Linked DNA regions of Cyprinus carpio: region 2 is linked to region 1. A link is a contact called in public Hi-C data. All regions are on one chromosome and are shown on one strand. The core of a region is the stretch at or near the end of the contact, and the rest is flanking DNA. Distances in the headings are between cores, read along the strand shown.

What was found. Hi-C and Micro-C count contacts between places; a contact is called where the count stands out from the background.
Region 2: a Hi-C map of red blood cells shows a contact between it and region 1, with 5 times the contacts expected there. The contact joins the promoter of myca here to the enhancer-like site in region 1. A contact is called at or near these places in 5 of 8 Hi-C or Micro-C datasets (liver, red blood cells and skeletal muscle).

What each region holds. Positions count from the first base shown.
Region 1 is chrB24:8,703,706-8,709,222 of ASM1834038v1, reverse strand. The region is part of intron 2 of LOC109094102 (CYFIP-related Rac1 interactor B); the gene reads right to left. Among protein-coding and RNA genes, the nearest start is that of LOC122142196, 22 kb to the right of the region's middle. Within about 2 kb of position 2,527, at least 1 of the 8 cell types and tissues checked has an H3K27ac peak or open chromatin away from gene starts, as enhancers often do.
Region 2 is chrB24:8,897,024-8,902,540 of ASM1834038v1, reverse strand. It overlaps myca (transcriptional regulator Myc-2), which reads left to right and starts at 2,070. Exons shown (of 3, transcript XM_042752023.1): 1 at 2,070-2,306; 2 at 2,659-3,284; 3 at 3,718-4,734. The coding sequence starts at 2,666. The coding sequence ends at 4,304.

The DNA.
Region 1 (5,517 bases), core at 1,278-3,777:
ATTAAATTATATTATTTTTAGTTTAACATGGCACACCGCGTGACACAGCCGAAACGGCTTGAAATATCCTGTCAGCTATTTGTGTATGTCTGAACTGGGAACATGAGAGCTGGAGAGGGTGTATGCAGAGTGACAGGAGACAGGCTGCTGACAGGTGAAAAGTTGAGACATGAACAGGTAGACAGGTGAACAGAGAGTGTCTGGAAGCTGAGGCAAAGAGACAATGGGCGGGAGAGATTTGACGAGGAGTGACGTGGTGAGGTTGAAGTCAGGTGAGCGTCTGAGCTGGGACCATCTGTGTGCACAAGGGTCTCAATCAGGTACAGGGACCGTACATGAAAGTTGCTGACGGTAAACCAATGATCAAAAGCACTCTAACCCATAATGACAGAAGCAAGTCTCGCTCAAGCCAGCGTACTCTAACTGATGCAGACATTCACACTTTACAAAAGAGACATGGACACATGGTGAGGGGCAGTGACAGGTTAAAGCCACGCTGAGGATCATGTGGAGGTCAATGCTTAGCAAAGCTCAGGATTAGAGTTCAAGGTCAGTGGCGTGAATCGATTACCAAGCTCACAAAACAACTGCTGAAGTAGTGCAAAATAAAAAAAAATTGCTTCGGCTTGCTTGCAAAGGTGGCATTTGGTCCAAGTTTTTAGGTGTTCAAGAGGGAGTTACAGACTGTGTTTACTTTATGGACAATCAAAAACAACAAAACTACAAAAAAAAGCCCAGAGAAATCTGAAGCACCACGAAATTCTGTTTAATAAATTCAAAAGTCAAAAAAAAAAAAAAAATGCATTTCAATATTTTACAATATCACTGTTTTTACTGTATATTGATCTAATAAATGCAGCCATAGTAAGCATAAGAGAGGCCTTTCAAAATCATAAAAAAGCTTACTGACCTTAAGCTTTTGAACCTAGCAATGACCCACAATACCCTTCTATCCCTAGCAATGATTAAGTGAAAAACACTCAGAATACTTTAACAACCACAAATCAACATATTGTCAACGTTCTATTCGTACAAAAGAATGGATGGACGGACTGACAGACAGATAGTATAATAATGCTTTTTGCACTAGATTTACGGTTACTAGATTTATACTGATCTACTGTTGGAAAGTTACTTAGAATAAATGTGACCTGAATCCAAGTCATGCCAATGATGTACTGCTGCCAAGTGCGCCAACCCTAAATCCCACCCAGACCTCCCTCCAACCATTAGGGGGTCATTCCAAGGACGGCCATCTCAAAAATCCAATTTGACATGATCATATTTCTTAAAAAAAATACAAAAATGAAAGCTACCTGTGATACAAAACATTTATTATCATAAGGTTCAATGTCTTTTGCATTTATGTCATTATTATAGGAACAAACGTGATTGAGGTGTATGAATTAGGAACTAATAAGATCCCTTTATAAAAATGAAAAGAAAACAGTGAAAAGTGGAGAACATTTATCAAGGTCCTAATATCTCCTCATGACAACAACAAGCTATGTGGGCCAAACTGAGACAAGAGTAAAGATTATATTAAGAACAGTGCATTTGCCTCTCAGCTTCATTCACAGCAGTCCCAAAGGGTCCCTGTACGAGCTCTTTCCGACAGAGACAGACTCTGACCTGGTTGTGTTCTTTTCGAAGCCTCCTACTGGGAGATTGCGTGCTGGAGGAGAGGAGCTACGATGGGATTCTGGAGAAGGAGGGGGCAGAGGGGGGCTCATCTAAGCCCGCTGGGCACTTACGATTCACTACTGCATTGTGATTGGCTGCACGCAAGTTCTTTTGCACTCCACTGTATCCATGGAGTTGAAAAAACCTGGTTATACCAAAAACACACTGACAGCCAATCAGAAAGCGAATGGCGAGGCGGAGGGGAGGATGAGGGCACTGGAGCAGTAGTCCGACTTAAGAGCTTGTGTATGAATATATGAATAGCGATGAGGTAATGCACCAAAAATGCACAACTAGTGCAACAGCGACACGCTAATTAATCACGGAATTCTGCAAATAACTGACATTCCAGTCTTAGGATGCATAAATACATATGATCAATTGTATAAATTAACATGTTCAAATACTATTTATAATTATTATACTATTATATAGAATAATTGTTTGTAATATATTATATTGTGGAATAATATATGTGTAAATAATTGTATACAAATGATGATAATTTTATGTAATATAGAATGAATGTCATGAGAAGAATGAATGAATATTTTATATGGATTTAAAATAATTGCAGAATGAATTAGTATGTATATCTATCTATCTATCTATCTATATAATATATATAATATTATATACATATATATATATATATATATATATATATATATAAGGAATAGATATAACAACGCAACCCATAACTATCTGGATGTAAGGCATGCTGGAATTCTGCAGGAGCACTGCAGCATGGGAATCCACGTGTTTTGCTATACTACACTACTGCTGTGGCACCATAGGAAAAAAAACAACAACCTCTCCCCTCCCTGATTCCCTCCGTCACGTGGGCACAGCCGTGGAGTGGCTAACCAGCTGCCTCTGGCATTGAGGGGGAGGGGAGCGAGTGAATTAGTGTGTATTTTCATGTGCACGCTTATTTGAGTGAGTGGATGCAATAATCCAGTTACACATGTGGTGAAGTATGTGCGGAATTAAAGCTAATGTGAGAATATTGCCAGAAGAGCAACACTTAACATAGCAGCCTTGTCTAAAATCTAATTTACAGAGGCTTAGCCAATGATTTATACAATTCAGCCTTTACAATGCACATTTATTAACTATCATTTTCCAAATGCCAAGGGTGTGCCTGTGATATCTGTTAATGTATACAGAAGAATAATGTGTGTGTGCATGTGATACATCATGCAGTGTCACTCTTACGCAGCATCACTTACATCCTTGTCTGCAGTTTTAACTTGACCTAAATTTCCCGGGGCGTGCCGCCACATCGCATTAGCCAACTATAGTAGCTGTGTTCTGATTTCACCCCAGCCCTTTGAAACCCACCAAAATGAACAGAATATGGGGATGCAGATGCCCTTTATGCACCCCCAAAACTGGCATGACCTGCTCGACCAAATGCAAATGAGTGTTAAATGCGTTAAATAAAACGAAGGAATCAGAAGGGTGATAAAAGAGAGAAGAGGAAGCGTGCGTTTGTTTGTGATTTGTAGCTCCGCCCACACTGGCCACACTGGAGTAAACAGCCGGTTTAATGCCCCCTTCAAACATGTTGTGGCTAAAATCAAAACAAATTGCTGGATAAGCCAGTGAGGTTGCAGCGCATTTGTGGGATGTCAGCTATTGGTGCGTCCGGGTTGAGTCTAACTGCAACAAACAACTCTGTCAAATGACAACCGCAACATTTGTAGCTTTGAAGTCATCTGCACTGACAAACAGTGGCACGCAAACAGCACAGTGTTACTGGTGATCACTTACAATTGTTATCATTTAAAACATTTGCATAAGTCTCAAGTCGGTGGTGGTGTATGGTGATAACCGGAGAGGTTCAGAGAAGGATTTTTGGTTAATCTCTCATACAATAAGACCTCTTAGGCAGCACTGTACCTCTCACGATCAAAGCCAGAAACCATGGCAACCGAATATCATAAGCCAAAACAGGGTACCTCATCTGAAAATGTTGGGTTAAGGAATTTTAAGCCACCCTGTTCCAAATGTTGAAAGACTGTTTAATTGATGTCACTTCCATTTCTGAAACTGCTTTGATTAAGACAATCTTTCAAAAGTTATTTTCTGTAAAGTCAAGCATCAAATGAGTTACACCAAAAGAAAGAAAACAGAGACAGAACTTGATGCATTCCGCCTCGTAACACCCATGTCTGCTTTGGAAAACAACAGAATTGGAAAGAATTCATGTCACTTGGTGTCCTTCTTTCCCTGTCAAGGTCTTTAAGATCTGAGAATGTCATTTGGTACAAGACAAGCACAGGAAGTTTGGTCTCTGCATACAGACATTTTCAACATCTCTTGACATTACTTGACATTTAAAAAAAGAGCCAATGCTCGTTGCGGTTTCTTTCATTTTCTTAATTCAGAGTAAGTTTGTGGCAGTCAGGAGAGCTGTTAATGGTGAGTATGAGGGGTGGGGCACTGTCAAACTGAGATGGGATTTTTGGGGGTATGCATGGCACAAGGTGGATTTGTGCTTGTGTTTCTTTTTTAGGCACAGAGCTCCCTCTGCTGACAGCATGGAAGGTGTGTGCAGAGGGCCACTCCCTATTCTCTGGGTTAAAAAATGCACTCAAAAATCAATAAAAACTAAATAAAATAAAATAAAATAAAATAATAAAATAATAAAATAAAAAGGCCCCAGAATCCATGTGATCCTAAAAAGGACAAATGGTTTGGAAAATGTAAAGAAAAATTAAAAAAAAATATATATATATATATATAAATTGATGTATAAAAACATTTTTTAATATTTAATTTAATTAAATTTAAATTTTAAATTTTAATTTAATTTTAATACTTGCAATCTGAGATAGGCTCCAGCATCCTTGTCACCCTACAAACGCCAAGCAGTTGTGAAAACGGATGATAGAAAAAAAAACATAAAATAAAATAAAAAGCATTTCAGAAATGAAATATACTGTATATAGCAATTAATATTTTACATCCAGAAAATATCCAAAATCCCTATTATTGGAGAAACATAAATGCCATAGTGAGGTTAAAAACAGGTAAAGTAAAAAAAAAAAAGATTTAATTTTTTTTTTTTTCATTTTAAATATTACCCATGGGGAAATGAGTGGGTACATTGAGATCAGTAATAATGTATTAAGATCAACAAAGTAAGCTGTTTACCAGCACTGTTTTCACTACAGAGACTGAAGGATGGCTTTATAAAACTTTGTAAAAGACAGGTCGATGGAGAATGGTTTTGACATTTATACAGCAGAGGAATGACTCGTCTGTAAAATGCCTGTGGTATGCATGGGTGGGTGGTGAGTGCAGTGTATACATGACACACAGTAAATGAAAGGGGAGCTAACCCAATGAATATTTAACTAATCCTTCCACTCCCTTCAGCTGCATCAACATGTCTCTTAGAGCAGGCACTGACTGACTCACAAAACACACTGCCATCCGTCTCATGCTTAAAAGATATCTCAGATCTCTAGACAGTGGCTGTCTGCTCTCTCAACACCAATTTACCTTGTGTCCTCATGTCTTAAAAGGCCAATTGTAGCTAAAGATCCATGAAAAAGTAAAACACAAGTCCATCCACATTCAAACTGTAATATGTATATTTAGCTTTGATGTCATTTAGTTATCTGCTACATGGTAATTTATTAATTGGGGGGAAAATAACAATTATTTATTTATATTTATTCTCATCATAAATTTAGGTGCCTTCCCCTGAATCACCATATTTCTCGCATCTGACATAAGAACTAATGCCTTCAAGATCCTCAGACCAGCAACATCCATACAGTGATTCAGATCTGATTCAGTCCAGTCTATCTATCAGACAAT
Region 2 (5,517 bases), core at 821-3,320, 190 kb before region 1:
TCAGTCGTGATATTGAAGGTGGAAGAGAGAGTTGTACATTCACTCCCCCCACCTACAATTCTTGCCGGCTCGAGACTCAAACCCGCAACCTTTGGGTTACGAGTTCAACTCTCTAACCATTAGGCCACGACTTCCCCAAAAACAATGTAAAGCTGCACTGACACAATTGTATAAAGCACTATATACATAAAGGTGGCTTTTTATTTATTTATTCATTCATTTATTCATTCATTCATTATGCAAATTAATAAATTATAAGTATATTTTACTGAAATGTATTTATTTCAGTAGGAAGTAAGTTGATCATTATAGTAGTTGGCAGCAGAGGGCGCCACATACCAATGTATTATATAAACCCCACTTCCTCAAATCTTGCCCTGGAGGTCTAATGCGCTACAGAGTTTAGCTCCAACCCTGATCAAAGTCACCTGCCTGTGATTTTCTAATGATCCCAAAGACATTGATTGGCACTGATTAGCATGCTCAGGTGTGTTTGATTAGGGTTAGAGCTAAACTCTGCAGGAAAGTGGATCTCGAGGTCCAGATTTGAGGATCCCTGATATAAACCGTCTCATTGTAGGGACCTTGAAATCCTACTGGGGTGCAATAGCCTTCTTTTAATTCTATTTCACAGATCTTTGGATACAACACAATACCAAACTATAACTCTTATATCATATTTCATTACACTGATGTTAGAAGTGAAACCGTCTGTCATTTTTTCCCTAAATGATCATGTGACTCAGTGGTTTCTGAAAGCACTTTTTAAGGACTACTTGCACCATGTATAAATCAGTTTGAATGTAGAAACCCTAGAAATCACCAGTCTTAAATTTCATTTCTATTCTTTGTTCTATTTATCTTCATAATCGATAAACCCAGCAGTTTCCCATTACTGAGTTTATTTCAGTCATTTAATTTTTTCGAAACAAATTTCACTCATATACTGTTGTCTGATGCATTGGTTTTGAAATTTTTGTCTAGAAGGACACACACTGTCTGATCCAATACTGGATTATAGCCTATTACTGTTAAAATATAACCTCATAATTTAAATCATTTTGTAACATCCCAGCATGTATACTGAGGCCCCCTAGTGGATCCAGGGCTCCTGGTTCAAGAACACTGCTCTGGATGACTTTGACTTACATTTGTGATATGCTGAGGTAGTATTTGTTGATGGTTACATTTCTTGATTGTTATGTTGCAACAACATTATCCATAGCCAATATGTAGTCTGCATCCTTATAAACTTATTGGTTTCCACAAGCATGGTTTCTACAGCCCATGTTGTCACTACGTGTTTATAATATATATATATATATATATAAACACTTATATATATATATATATATATATATATATATATATATACTTTTGTCAAAGTCTTACAAATTCTATAAACACTTTCTAGCACACAAAAGATATGACAAATTTTAGCACTCAAAAATGAAAATGAAGAAATAAAGGAAATTAAAAATACAAAGAATTACAATAAATAAAGAAGAAGATATATAAGTTCACATCAAGGTGTTTGGTGCTTTGCTTTGGTTTCCTCAGTAACAATGTTTTATTTATTTTTAAAATAACAAAAAGGTGGTTTCCTCCAACCTATTTAGCTTTTATTTGTTGTTGTTTTTTTGTTTGTTTGTTTGTTTATTGATTTTTTTACAGAATAATTTATAAGAAATTATATGATTTTGTTGCATCCTTGTTAACGTAAAAACACATCCTTTAAAAAAATGTGAGCTGTCACTGCTCGACTATAAACGATCCTTCACTCCAATGACGTCAAATCCCCGCCCATCATAGACTTCTGCCAACATATGTGCTTCCGCGAGAAAATAGTCCCACGTTTATCGAATTCAGAAATAAATTAAAAATGTCTTCTACATCAATAAAGACTAATAGTGGTTTCCGAGGCGTCGTTGTGTTTTTATTTCTCATGTGTGAGCCTAGCGAGGGGGATTTAATTCGCAAACAACAATGTTTTCGTTTGGCGGGAAACGTTGGTGCGCAGTCATACGTCAATGCTGCTGCTCGCGGGAGCTACAGAATTTATTCACCCTGCCTCTGTCACACAGACTATCAGTCTGTTCAGCATCTGAGAGGTACATAGGAGCGGAGCGTTGATTACATTTTCCATCACTTTCCATTTGACCAGGACTCTGATTCCACTTATGTTGCAAGAGACCGGAGTAAACTGTTGGATCTTACTTTTTGCTCCTGATTTTTTGTTCTCTTTTCACTGCATCGCGTCTCGAGAGAAATCATTCTGAAACTGCATTTGTTAAATAACTTACACGGTAAGGATCAGACATTTGATGTTGCATGCATCTTTTAGACTTAAAGTGCAACTTGCGTGTTATGAGTGCAAATGTATTTATATTTTTAAAAGGAGATTGAATGTTGCACGCTCAAAGAATACACTAAAAGCAAGGCTGCTTTTAAATGTTTTGATAGTAACCCCGCTTTTGGGTTTAATCGTTCCGTGTTCACACATGCTGTCACTGAGTTCTATTATTTAGCTAGTTTTCCCACCCCCATGCATGCGATGCATAGTTTAAATATGTGCATTAGGTAAAGCGTTTTGTTGTGATATGTAGTTAGACGTTGCATATGCAATGTAGTAATTCCAATTTGTATTTTTTTCACAAGTGTCAAAATGCCGGTGAGTTCGAGTTTGGCGTATAAAAACTACGATTACGACTATGACTCCATCCAGCCCTATTTCTACTTCGACAACGACGATGAGGATTTCTATCACCATCAGCAAGGACAGACTCAACCTCCAGCTCCCAGCGAGGACATTTGGAAGAAATTCGAGCTGCTGCCCACACCGCCCCTCTCTCCCAGCCGGAGACAGTCGCTCTCCACCGCCGAACAGCTGGAGATGGTCAGCGAGTTCCTGGGAGACGACGTGGTCAACCAGAGCTTCATCTGCGATGCGGACTACTCCCAGTCCTTCATCAAGTCCATCATAATTCAGGACTGCATGTGGAGCGGCTTTTCCGCTGCTGCCAAGTTGGAGAAAGTGGTTTCTGAGAGACTAGCGTCCCTGCACGCTGCTAGGAAGGAACTGATCTCTGACAGCAGCTCAAATCGACTCAATGCAAGTTATTTGCAGGATCTGAGCACCTCTGCATCAGAATGCATTGACCCCTCCGTGGTCTTTCCATATCCCCTCACAGAGTCCAGCAAATCCAGCAAGGTTGCTCCATCAGAACCAATGCTTGTCCTGGACACTCCACCTAACAGCTCCAGCAGCAGTGGCAGTGATTCTGGTATGTTATGCATTATTTTTGTCATTTCTGACATGCAGAATCTTGATGTAGCTGGTTACTGCATGTGCAATAGCTTGCATTTTTTAAGTGATCTTTACATGTCACTGGTGAGGTGGTGTGCCGGTCACGGGACTTTATCCTCATACCCTTGATATAGTGATCGGTGTAAGTGGTAGTTGCATAAGATCCCTCCACCTCCCCTTTGCTATACCCAAGTCAGATCTGTAGAAAAGACTGCAATGTTCAAATATCAGCTGATGAGTAAAGTGGGCTGGGGCTGGAATGCAGAGATTCCCCCCACCTCACCCTTTGTGGAAAGCCAATTGCCAAATTCCATTCAATTCCCATTGCGCTGTAATATGAGGTTTCTAAATGAATTGATGTTTTGTTTGTTATTAATTTTCTTTTTGTAATTTAATTGCAGAAGACGAAGAAGAAGAAGAGGAGGAGGAGGAGGAGGAGGAGGAAGAAGAAGAAGAGGAAGAAGAAGAGGAAGAAATTGATGTGGTGACCGTGGAAAAGCGTCAGAAAAGGAACGAGGCAGAGGTGTCCGATTCAAAGTACCCCAGTCCCCTGGTGTTGAAGCGCTGTCATGTCTCCACCCACCAGCACAACTACGCCGCCCACCCCTCCACGCGGCATGACCAGCCGGCTGTCAAGAGGCTACGACTCGAGAGCAGCAGCAGCAACAACAGCAGCAGCAACAGGCAAGGGAAGCAACGCAAGTGCACGAGTCCCCGGACATCGGATTCAGAGGACAATGACAAACGCAGGACTCACAATGTGCTGGAGCGCCAACGTAGAAATGAACTCAAACTCAGCTTTTTCGCACTACGGGATGAGATCCCTGAGGTTGCAAATAACGAGAAAGCTGCTAAAGTTGTAATACTAAAGAAGGCGACAGAGTGCATCCACAGCATGCAGTTGGATGAGCAAAGGTTGCTGTCCATCAAAGAACAGCTGAGGCGAAAGAGCGAACAGTTAAAACACAGGCTGCAGCAGCTGCGGAGTTCACATTAATGGACCTGTGTCACAAGAGTCAAAGTGAAAAGACTTTTTAAGAACCCCCTCCCCCTGCTTTTTTATGCAAGTTAAACTGTTGCTGTGTATAGTTCATGTTGCATGTCCAATGCATTTTTTTCCTTTTGAATATTGTCAGTTCTTTTCATGTTTAAAACTGCGACAGTTTAAAATTTAAGGTGGTTAAAATAATTTGTATTTAAGTCATTTATTTTTATTAATGAAATGAGAAAAAATGGGTCTGCACAACCCTAAAGTAAAAATTTCTTTGTACGTTTTTGTATATAATGAATTAATATTTCCTAAGAAAGGTATTTTTGGATCTGTATCAGCTACGTGTTCTCATAAACCATATTATGTTTCACTATGTTTTTTTTTTTTTTTTTTCATGTTTTTACATAATCATAAATGAATTTCTTTCTGAACTTGACTCTGGTCTCTCTTGGTCTCTTTGCACTGAACTCCTCATACAAATAGATTATATTTTAGGGATTTCCCCAGTCAGAAAGGTCAGTTTAAGGTTTCACCTGTTTAAAATGGTGTTATTGCACTTTCTTTCATGAAGTCAGCATAGAAAAGCTTACAAAAGGCAAAACTACTCAATTGCATCCACACCCATCTAGATGAAAGTAGGGCTCCTTCATATTTGGCATTCAAATAAGCAACAGCACCCAAAAAATGAAAGGCATTGCAAAGCTATTGTGAGGACTGCTGCCAGGAAACCCAACGAAGGGGATTTTGACAGCAAGAGAATCAACTTTCAGGTGATTTACCATAGTTGACACATTAAGATTTTCGAGGTGATGACTCACATTCCACAGTCGTCAATAGATATAGAGGAACTTTAACATTTTTTTTTTTTATAACTTTTTACACTTTTAATAACTTTAACATATTGCACCCTTAAAATGTATTTTTAAAACACCTTTTAAAATCTAAAAGCCATTCTTTTAAAATCTATAATTCACACACTGTCCTGCAGTGATGATGCACTGATTTCTGAGTGGTTTTACAGCTTGGTAAACGCAGCTCAGCCTGCATTAGCAGAGCTTTTCCACATCCACAACAGATGCTCCATGAGCAATGTGAACCTAGTTTAGTATATTAGTTTAGTGCTAGTTAGTTATCATACACATTTTGTAGACCTTCAGGAACAGAAACTGCATTCCACACACACACACACATATGTATATATATATATATATATATATAT